Regions from separate parts of the Gossypium hirsutum genome. Here region 2 is linked to region 1. Evidence: chromatin contacts called from public Hi-C data. All regions are on one chromosome and are shown on one strand. Each heading gives the region's core, a stretch centred on a gene start, on an enhancer-like site or on the middle of the called end of the contact. The rest is flanking DNA. Distances are from core to core; before and after follow the strand shown.

Evidence for each region. Hi-C and Micro-C count contacts between places; a contact is called where the count stands out from the background.
Region 2: a contact with region 1 is called in a Hi-C map of leaf, with 1.7 times the contacts expected there. The contact joins the promoter of LOC107922941 here to the enhancer-like site in region 1. A contact is called at or near these places in 2 of 34 Hi-C or Micro-C datasets (both in leaf).

What each region holds. Positions count from the first base shown.
Region 1 is chrA08:63,613,271-63,617,930 of Gossypium_hirsutum_v2.1, forward strand. No RefSeq gene overlaps it. Among protein-coding and RNA genes, the nearest start is that of LOC107952364, 21 kb to the left of the region's middle. Within about 2 kb of position 1,906, at least 1 of the 9 cell types and tissues checked has an H3K27ac peak or open chromatin away from gene starts, as enhancers often do. A contact at or near this core is called in leaf, where this site is marked.
Region 2 is chrA08:63,850,024-63,854,405 of Gossypium_hirsutum_v2.1, forward strand. LOC107922941 (pre-mRNA cleavage factor Im 25 kDa subunit 2) reads right to left here and starts at 2,230. Exons shown (of 7, transcript XM_041074466.1): 1 at 1,937-2,230; 2 at 1,325-1,361; 3 at 765-870; 4 at 573-646; 5 at 348-434; 6 at 141-251. The coding sequence starts at 2,217.

The DNA of each region.
Region 1 (4,660 bases), core at 656-3,155:
CATGGTGGACTTCTTCTTCATTGATTGGCCTCTTCCTAGTAATACCAATAAGTCTTCCTATCTTAAAAGCAATATGGTCAAGACTCTCCATGATCTTTGCTAGAGACACCACTTATTCTTCCAAAGATTAGGTGAATCACTCCAAATTTTTGTTTGAGGGGAGATGTTGGAATGAAATTACCGCTTGATTGACTTTCTCCTTGAATGATAATTGACAAGCTACCCTTGATCTACGAGTAAAAACTTTTCTAAGTTACGGGTTGATGAATAAACATCATAAAGTGGATTTTCATTAAGCATTAAAGAAGTATGATCGAATAAATCTAAAAGAGCTTTCGTCTTCTATCTAGTGCCACAAGGATGAAAAGGGGCATTAATGTTTAACGATAAATGTCAAATGGGTTACAAGATTAGCTCGAGCAAGCTTGCAAGATGGTTTGTTGTTGATAATCTTCTTAAAAGATCTTGCAAATTTGAACTTTGGCTTCTGGATTGAAAAGATGAAAAGTAAATATTGTCTCACCGAGCATGCTAGAAATTTGTACACACAAGTTTCAAGTCTTAATAGGACTTGAAAATTTGGAGCAAATCAAAGAAATTCTATATATGAAATTATGAGTTATGGTCTCTTTATATTTTTTCATTACAAAGAAAATTTATTTGATTCTTTTCTTTGATGGAGCTTCGATCCAAAGGTCATTTAAACTTGATCTTGGTAGCATTAAGTTCATTTCAAGTGTCATGGTGCCTTTCTCTTGAAATAAGTTTAAAACTCCTTTGTTCAATTGAATAAAATCGAAAGGTAGTTTTCTTCATAAATTGGTTTTTACTTCCTATCTTTAGTTGAACAAGATTAGAAAACATCTTTTTTTAGAACTGATATGATGTTGTTCAAAATTTCTTGAGATTTTGGAGAGAGTTTCAAGTCTGCAAAATATTCCCTTTAGAGAACTTCTGGATTTTTGAACTTGTGAATGTGTAGAAGTGTTAATTCTTCAAGTAAAAGAGAGTTTTATGAAATATAAACTATTTATTTAAGTGATCCACAAATATTAAACTCTTTTGTTTATTATTTATCTTATATAAATTTAATTCATTAGAGATAGAATAATTATTTAACATTATAACTTAATTAATTAAATTTAATTAGTGATAATATAAAACTCTTAATTTAAATTAATTAGAATAAAATAATTATTATACAATATGTGATGTCATCGTTTTAACCTATGATATTTTCGAGTTGACACGTGACCTTTGTAATTAGTTCAAAATTTTCTCCATCTACAGTATTTTAGAACACGAATTAAAATATACAGTGTCTAATTACAAAATTTTTTATAAGCTATTTATTATTTTTAGGGGTGATATCTATTCAGTTCGATTGAATCTTTTAGATTTTTTGAACCGTCCATCATAATTCGATTTGGCTCAATTCAATTCTCGGTTTTTCATATAATTTTTTTTGTTTTGATTTTTTAAATTTATTTTGATAAAATGAGATTTATTTTATAGCTTTTGAATATTATTTGATAAAATTTCAAAAACCTTTTTCATAAATATTTCTAAAAAACAATAATATTTTAAAAAAACTTAAATTATTTTCATTATTTTAAATATAAAATATTTATTTTATATAATACAAAGTTAAAATTAATTTTATTTAAATAAAAAATAACTCAATTTGATTTCAAATAATCATAATTTTTAAATTTATATTTTATAGTCCATCCAAATATATAGCTGGATTTGATTTTTTTCTCATCCCTAATTATTTTTGGTGACTAACCTTTTTAAATTTTGAAAGGGAGTCGATGGAAACTTACAATAAGTACCGTACAGTAGAAGGTATCTCGACACAAGAGATTGTCAATGTGGCAATAGTTGATTAGAACAACATGTGCTTTGAATGGACCACGTTTCCCAATTGTAGTCCCGCAGAGCAGAATATGTAAATATCAATAAGGTCTCATCACGTGGCAGTTCTTGGTTTGATTCTTGTGCCATCTCCAACAAGCGTTTTCTTTTCGCCTAACAAATCAATGAAAATATCTATTTTTAACCTAAAAAATCCATGTATTCACATTACTCTAATCGTTTGAACTATTAAATTAATGAACTCCTCTTGCTACTAAATCACAACATCAATGATTTGCAAAAGTACAAATTATTTATTACTATTATTTTTTGTTTTTCCGGATTTGGATGGGGTGGAATACGGTGTAGTGCATTTAGTTTATTTTTCTGTTTTACGCTACAATATCGTTTTAGTATCTAATTTCATCGTCACCACTATTTTTACACTAACAATAGGTAAGCATACCGCCCATCCAAACTCACCCTTAATTTATCAGTCCAAACGAATGAAAGTACTCTTTTAACTCAAAGCAATAATTTTTTTAAGACTAATTTGTGTTTCATGATTAGTTCTCAATAATATCTTTAAAATTTAAAATTAAATTATTTTTAATATTACAATATATTTTACCATTATTTATTAATTTAATCAATAATTGATATAAAAAATAGAAAACAAATTAATTATGTAATATTTGTTGAAGTGATAAATTGACAAGAGTTGTTTTGCTGCGCTAAGTAAGGCACTAGAATGCAAGATGGCCAACTACTAAAAAACAACGGGCCACTATGACATGTGCATTTACAAACTTAATGCGGGAGATCCCATCTTTGCCATGTTCATAGTCATAGTCTCGTTGCCATAGCTATGCATAAATTTGGAAACTTCTTTGGTTGCAAAGTTTGCCACATTTAGCTTACGATGACCGTTTGTGCTTATGCTACAACCCAGGATTATCCAATGCTAAAGCTATATTTTGAATATAATTTTTGTTTATAGGTTAAACTGTTACCATCGTCCAGTACAATGACGGGGGAATTCTACAACTTAGTGTTCCTGTACAACCAATGAAGCAACGTGATATTGAACTTATTTAGAGTCCTTATCTCATCTGGAAAACCTTGCTAAATCGACAGTGGATCTCATTAAGTCAACTACCCTTAAAGACATAGGTTTGTCTATTGAAAACACCTTGTTCAGAAGGCATGTCTTGCCTTGTATTATCAAAGGAATGTTTCTTCCATGTTCTGCACATGGATCTTATCAGATCACAACAAGGCCTACTTAGAAGACAATCTATAAAAAAAAAACCCTGCGTAGCCTTCAACCACACATGTGGGAGATCCCATGACTCAACAGCTTACTAGAAGCATCTTGACATCTATATCCTTGTGGACTACATTGGGAACCTATAAATATTTCTCACCAATCAAGAAATGGGAAAGACTTCCACTACTGTTACTCAACGTAGTTTCCCCCAAGACTTCATGTTCCTTCCCTAACACATTACAAAGCCACCTTCTACGACTTTCAACTCATCCATTGTCAACCGTCATCAACCACATAACCCATGTTTATATTTATATGACCAAAAAAATCATAATGAATATAGCAAATTGTAAAATCATACATGCTCATGAGCACCTTTATATATTTCAAAACATAATTATAAGATTTTGAATAGAAAAGAAAGAAATACATTAAGCTCAAACATGTATTCTAATAGAGATTGCATGCTTCATTAAACTTGAATTTCTTTTTTTGTCCTTCCATTATTTAATCTGAATCGACCCACAATAGGTTAAAATTGTGAAAACTAATCTATGATGTTGTCCATCATGTGATATGTTGGCCTGTCAGAAGACGAAAATTAATGTTATTGGTTGATGAAAAAAATTTTACCCTACATATATATTTGGTAGAATCAATTTGTCTATTATAATTGTGATGGTAGCGCGACTCAGTTTTGGGCAATTGGCAACTTGGCTTTACAATAATATTTTTGCCAATTGTGGTTTCTTTAGTCGTAAATCATACACTCAGAATTCATTACTTTAACAGACAAATGAATAATTTAGCTTTCAGTACGTACGACAAGTGGACAATAACAAATTATGAACATTTCCATCACGTCGTAGCGTAGACGAATGCTTGCCTTTACTGCTACTCTATTATGTTACTAATGAGTATTTATTTCAAATTATTATATAAACAAATTCTAATATTTTTTTAATGATGTTAATAATTTATCTGAATTTTAATATTAAAAAAAGAGAAATTAAAATTTTAAAAATATAAGTAAATAGATTAAATTCTAAATATACCAAGAACGGATGAAAACAACTAAAAAAGAAAGTTAATTTTCCTCTCATAAAAGAAAAAGAAAATATTTGAATAAGAATTTACCGTTTAGTATAATATGATGTTAAGGACCAAAATGAAAGTCAAGCTTCGGTCAAAAAACAATCACCATTTAAATTTCTATTTATTTCAGTTGTGTTTTTAATTTCTTTGTAAACGCTGGATTTTTATTTTTGTTTAATAATATGATGCATTTTGGGGTAAGGTGGGGTGCTAGGGGTACAATGACCGTTTAATGAAACGGTGAGTTTTGTCTTGTTACGAAAACTGCTATAATCCGTTTTTTCCTTTTTTGGCCACCAATAAGGCAAAGAGGGTGGTTATGAAATTTGGAATTGGCTTTTCTCTTCAATCTGTCTTTTTATTTCCCGTGCTTTCTTTCTCTGTTCCTTTTTTTTCCTTCTATCATTCTTATCCTTTTCTGCTTAAGTTCTTCAACTA
Region 2 (4,382 bases), core at 980-3,479, 240 kb after region 1:
ATTTGCCACACAGCCATTCTTTATTTCCATTTACCCTTTACTATACTTTTGAAATCTTGTAATCAAGACGCATTTTCATTAATACAACATTAAAAACTTAAATCCGTTGAAGAATGGACTAAAATTAGGTTGCTGCCTACCTGAACATTGTCATAAAGCTCAAACAATGGTACAGCAAGAAGTTTCAAATTTTTTGGTACTGCAAAGTACTCTTTCTCAGACAAATGGACAAGGAAAAGCTTCTTGCATTCCTGCAATCATATCAATAACAGAGATTGAGAAAGGACAGGATAGGTCATAAATAGAAACATCAAGTAACTAAAAGATCAACAACATCTACACGATACCTTAGGTTTTGTGATGTGGGGAGGACAATATGGATACATTATGGTCTCAAAGTTGGGCCTCCACCAGATGGCCACGCACTCACCAATCTGAAACAAGATAACAAGGAAGAGAGAGAAATGTGAATTAAAGAAAATGTTTCCAAGCTACAGCATTACAATGATCAACGGAAATTGTTAGGAAAACATGACTAGTCATCTTAGTAAGATAGTTACAAAAATCTGTACCTGCCAGTCTGGCACAAGAGCAGGTGAATTAGCTCCAAGCTTGCTGGTCAGCTTCCTTTTCAAACCCTCAATCTCTGAAGCCAAACAAACATAAGAGCATAGGTATTACAAAGGACACAGAATCTCCAAAATAGCACAGCAGAAACGATGTAAGGAGAACAACATAAAATGAAAATAGTTAAAAGATGATACCATTCTCTCCAGGCTTCAGTCGTCCACCAGGAAGTTTGCAGAATGTGTTCCCAATTTGCAGAAGAAGAATGTGAGGATGATTATGTTCTTGGACCTGCATGAGAAGGTAGTATAAGCAATCGAAGGGAAAAAAAAACATTAAAATGGTCATAATTAGAAGCCAACTTTTTGTAAACCACACAAAAATTATGGTAAGTAGTAAGTTCAGCAGAAGTACAAGATAAACTCATAATGCCAAAGAGAATGCTAATTCCTTTAGATATTATCATAGACAATGATAATTAAAATATACATATAAATTCCATAAAAAAGGGGCCTTTCATGTATTAGGATGTAATTCCTCTTTATACACATAAGACATAGTTGTAAATTTCTTCCAGGTTGACTATCATGGCCATATGTAAACACATGTACGGGCTAACTACTGTGTATAGAAAAGTAGGAGTGAAAACCATTACCACTCATATTTGCAAAAGAGAGAGAAGCATAAACATTATAAGGTTAAATCTTGTTGGTTATTATGATGTAATGGCTAAACAGAGGTACAGTTACATACCAATAAATTCAACGCTAGTTCTCATGCCCTCTTTCATGTAACTGCAACTCCAATAAAAAAAATCGATTACTAACTTAAGCTCATAAAGGAAAGTTTCAACATGCCAATCTGTAAGTAATCTAATGACATCCACGATAAATTCTTCAAGTAATTGGCACCTGTTTTCTTTTTTGAAAAAGGGTTTTCTTGCTTTTGCTTACCCAAAAACCAAGTCAATACTTTTACATCGTCTAAAATACGAGAAACAAAATCAAAATCTCAGTTCAAATGTTATAAGGTTTCTACCAGTAAATAGGTTTTGAACTACATATTGCCCCCAGATCCCAACATGATCTAAGAAACGAGAAGCAGCTAGGGTTTCGAAGACCACCGACTCAACTAATTCGAACAGTCCAACACAAAGCAATTCAAAATTAGCCCTTTTTTCCTCATTTTCTTTTCCATATTTCTGAAACAGAATAGTACAAAGGAACCCTAAGCACATGAAAAGCCAACTTCAAGTCAGCATTCTCAGGAGCCAAAAGGGAAATTGGGGTTTATCTAGGGTTTTTAAAAATCCTGAAAAAATATGAAATTATACAAAGAATAAAATGAAGAAAGTGAAAAAATGAATTACTTGACTTTCATGCGAGCAAGGCGATCGGCGACGGACGTGTCCTTCTCCATCTTCGGCTCTTTGGTACCAAAGGTGTAGCTGGACAAAGGGTACGTGTTAACCACCGGTGACATTACCATCTCTCCCTCTCCGAGTCGAAACGTTTGTTTCCCCGGCGGCAAAATCGATTGTGGGTACGGAGAGAGAAGGGTGGGAAAGGTCAATGAATATTGTCTTATTAAGGAGTTAAGCCCATTGATAATAATCAGGAAAGGGCCTAACCATTGTTGTAAAATGGGCATATGTTTATTAGGCTCATTGCATTTGTCGATATGTCACATTACTCATTATCTGCTATTTCCGCTCCTTCTTAATCCTTTCTAATACAACCATTACAAATAGGTCCATCGTATCAACATCATCAACTAAGCGCAGGAAATTAAAAGATTTGAGTTTAAAAATGGTTAATAATGGTGATCTCAAATTGAAGTTTTGCCCAAGGTACAATCTTCCTACACTTGCTCTCTAAGTCCAATTGTGATTGGTATATAAGAAAATACAACACAAAGCTACTAGAAATCTAATTAAACTAAGTATTTACAATAGAATCTAAAAAGAAAATTGATACAAAACCCTAAAAATATTAAAGAAATCTTTTTTGTCCACCCTTTCCTCCATTGACCTTTTAAGTAAACCGCAAATCGCGACAATATTGGTTCATCATTGTGACTTACTCCACTATTTTGCAACACTGTATCTCCTTGGCACACATTTGAGCATTAGAAGTCAATGGCAAATGTCGCGACGTCTTCTTCTAAAAGTTGAGACACTTGCTACTACCATTTCTCCAACATTGCTTCTAGCACTAAGGACTTTCATATAAAGTAATGAATTGAATTGATGAGATAATGCTAAAAATGAGATGATGAATTACGCGCAATTCAAAATATTAGAAAGTGTTTGAATAGTTGAGTTGTCTGGTTCTTGTGTGCTTGATCCATGTCACCCCATTAGAAAGATGACAAGCAAAATGGTTTAGACTTGAGCTATTTCATACATTTTATAGCATTTTTTGGTTTCCACTGTATTTCTTATATATATATATATTCTTAGGATAAATCGATTTCAAAAGATACCATTCTCATTTTCCTAGACGAGCACTCATATTTTTAACTCCACATTTTCCTTTCTCAACATTTTTCTCTCCAATTTGAAAAAGGTCATAGATACACATACACGAAACAAACATTAAGGAGGTGTTTGTTTAATGGGAAATGATTTACGGGAAATATTTTATATATATTTTTATATTTGTTTCATAGAAAATAACTTGGTTAATAGTAAATGATTATAAGTCAACAAAAATAAGCCCTTTTTTCTTGTAAATTGATTTATCTTTTTGAAAAGTATAAGCCATTTTCTAAAAAAGAGCCCTTTTACATGTAATTTTAATTTTGTATAAAAATTAACTTGAATCATGCATGATATTCTTATAATAATTTTCTTTGAAATATATTATTTTTATTTTTACTTTGAAAATTGTTTAAAAATATTAATATAAAATATTATAATGTTCAATATTATTAAACATGCATTCAATAATATAATAAATTAATAATCTAATTTATAATTTTAACAAATTATTTAATATTACAATTTTATTTTAATAAATTTTAACAATAATAATTTTAAAATTTAAATAATATTCTTAATATATTATTGAAAAATACTTATATTAATAAATATATTACAATTTATAAATATTTAATATTAATTTTTTAATGTATAAAATATGAATATTTAAATTATATAAATATTTGTATTTGTTTAAATTAGGATTAGCTTCATTTATTCCTTTCAACTCTAATGAATCACTACCCACTCTCATATATGTAATATATGTAGTTTAAATTAAGTTTTAATTAGGCATTGTTGATTATTAAGTTTATATATGATATTAATTATTATAAAAATTATTCTTATTACAACATAAATTTTGATTGTCATAAGAAAATGCTACTAGAATATTTTTTAACACATATATTTATGTTTTGTTTGTTATACTAAGAACAACTTTTAGAAAATGATTTCAAGAAAATTTGTCAAACAACGAAAAATATTTTGCCTAGAATTGTCCAAACACCAGAAAATATCAAACTTTCTAGAAAATTGATCTATTTTCAGTGAAACAAATGCAACCTAAAGAAAATAACTAAAAAGAAATAAAAGTACTAACTAATCTACTAGGAAAGACAATATAAAATGAAAGGTAAGAATGTTCAAACACTAAGTGAAAAAGGTTACTCATCCTCCTCCTACTCTTCCTTAAATTCTTCTTCAACAACCTTTTTAAGCTTTCTTCTCTTAAGCTCATTAGTAGGAGGAGGTTCATCCACGAATAGCTCTTGTAGCTATTGTATATGCTTGGAAAAATGGTGTATGTAACAGCCCGATTTTAGCTAAATCA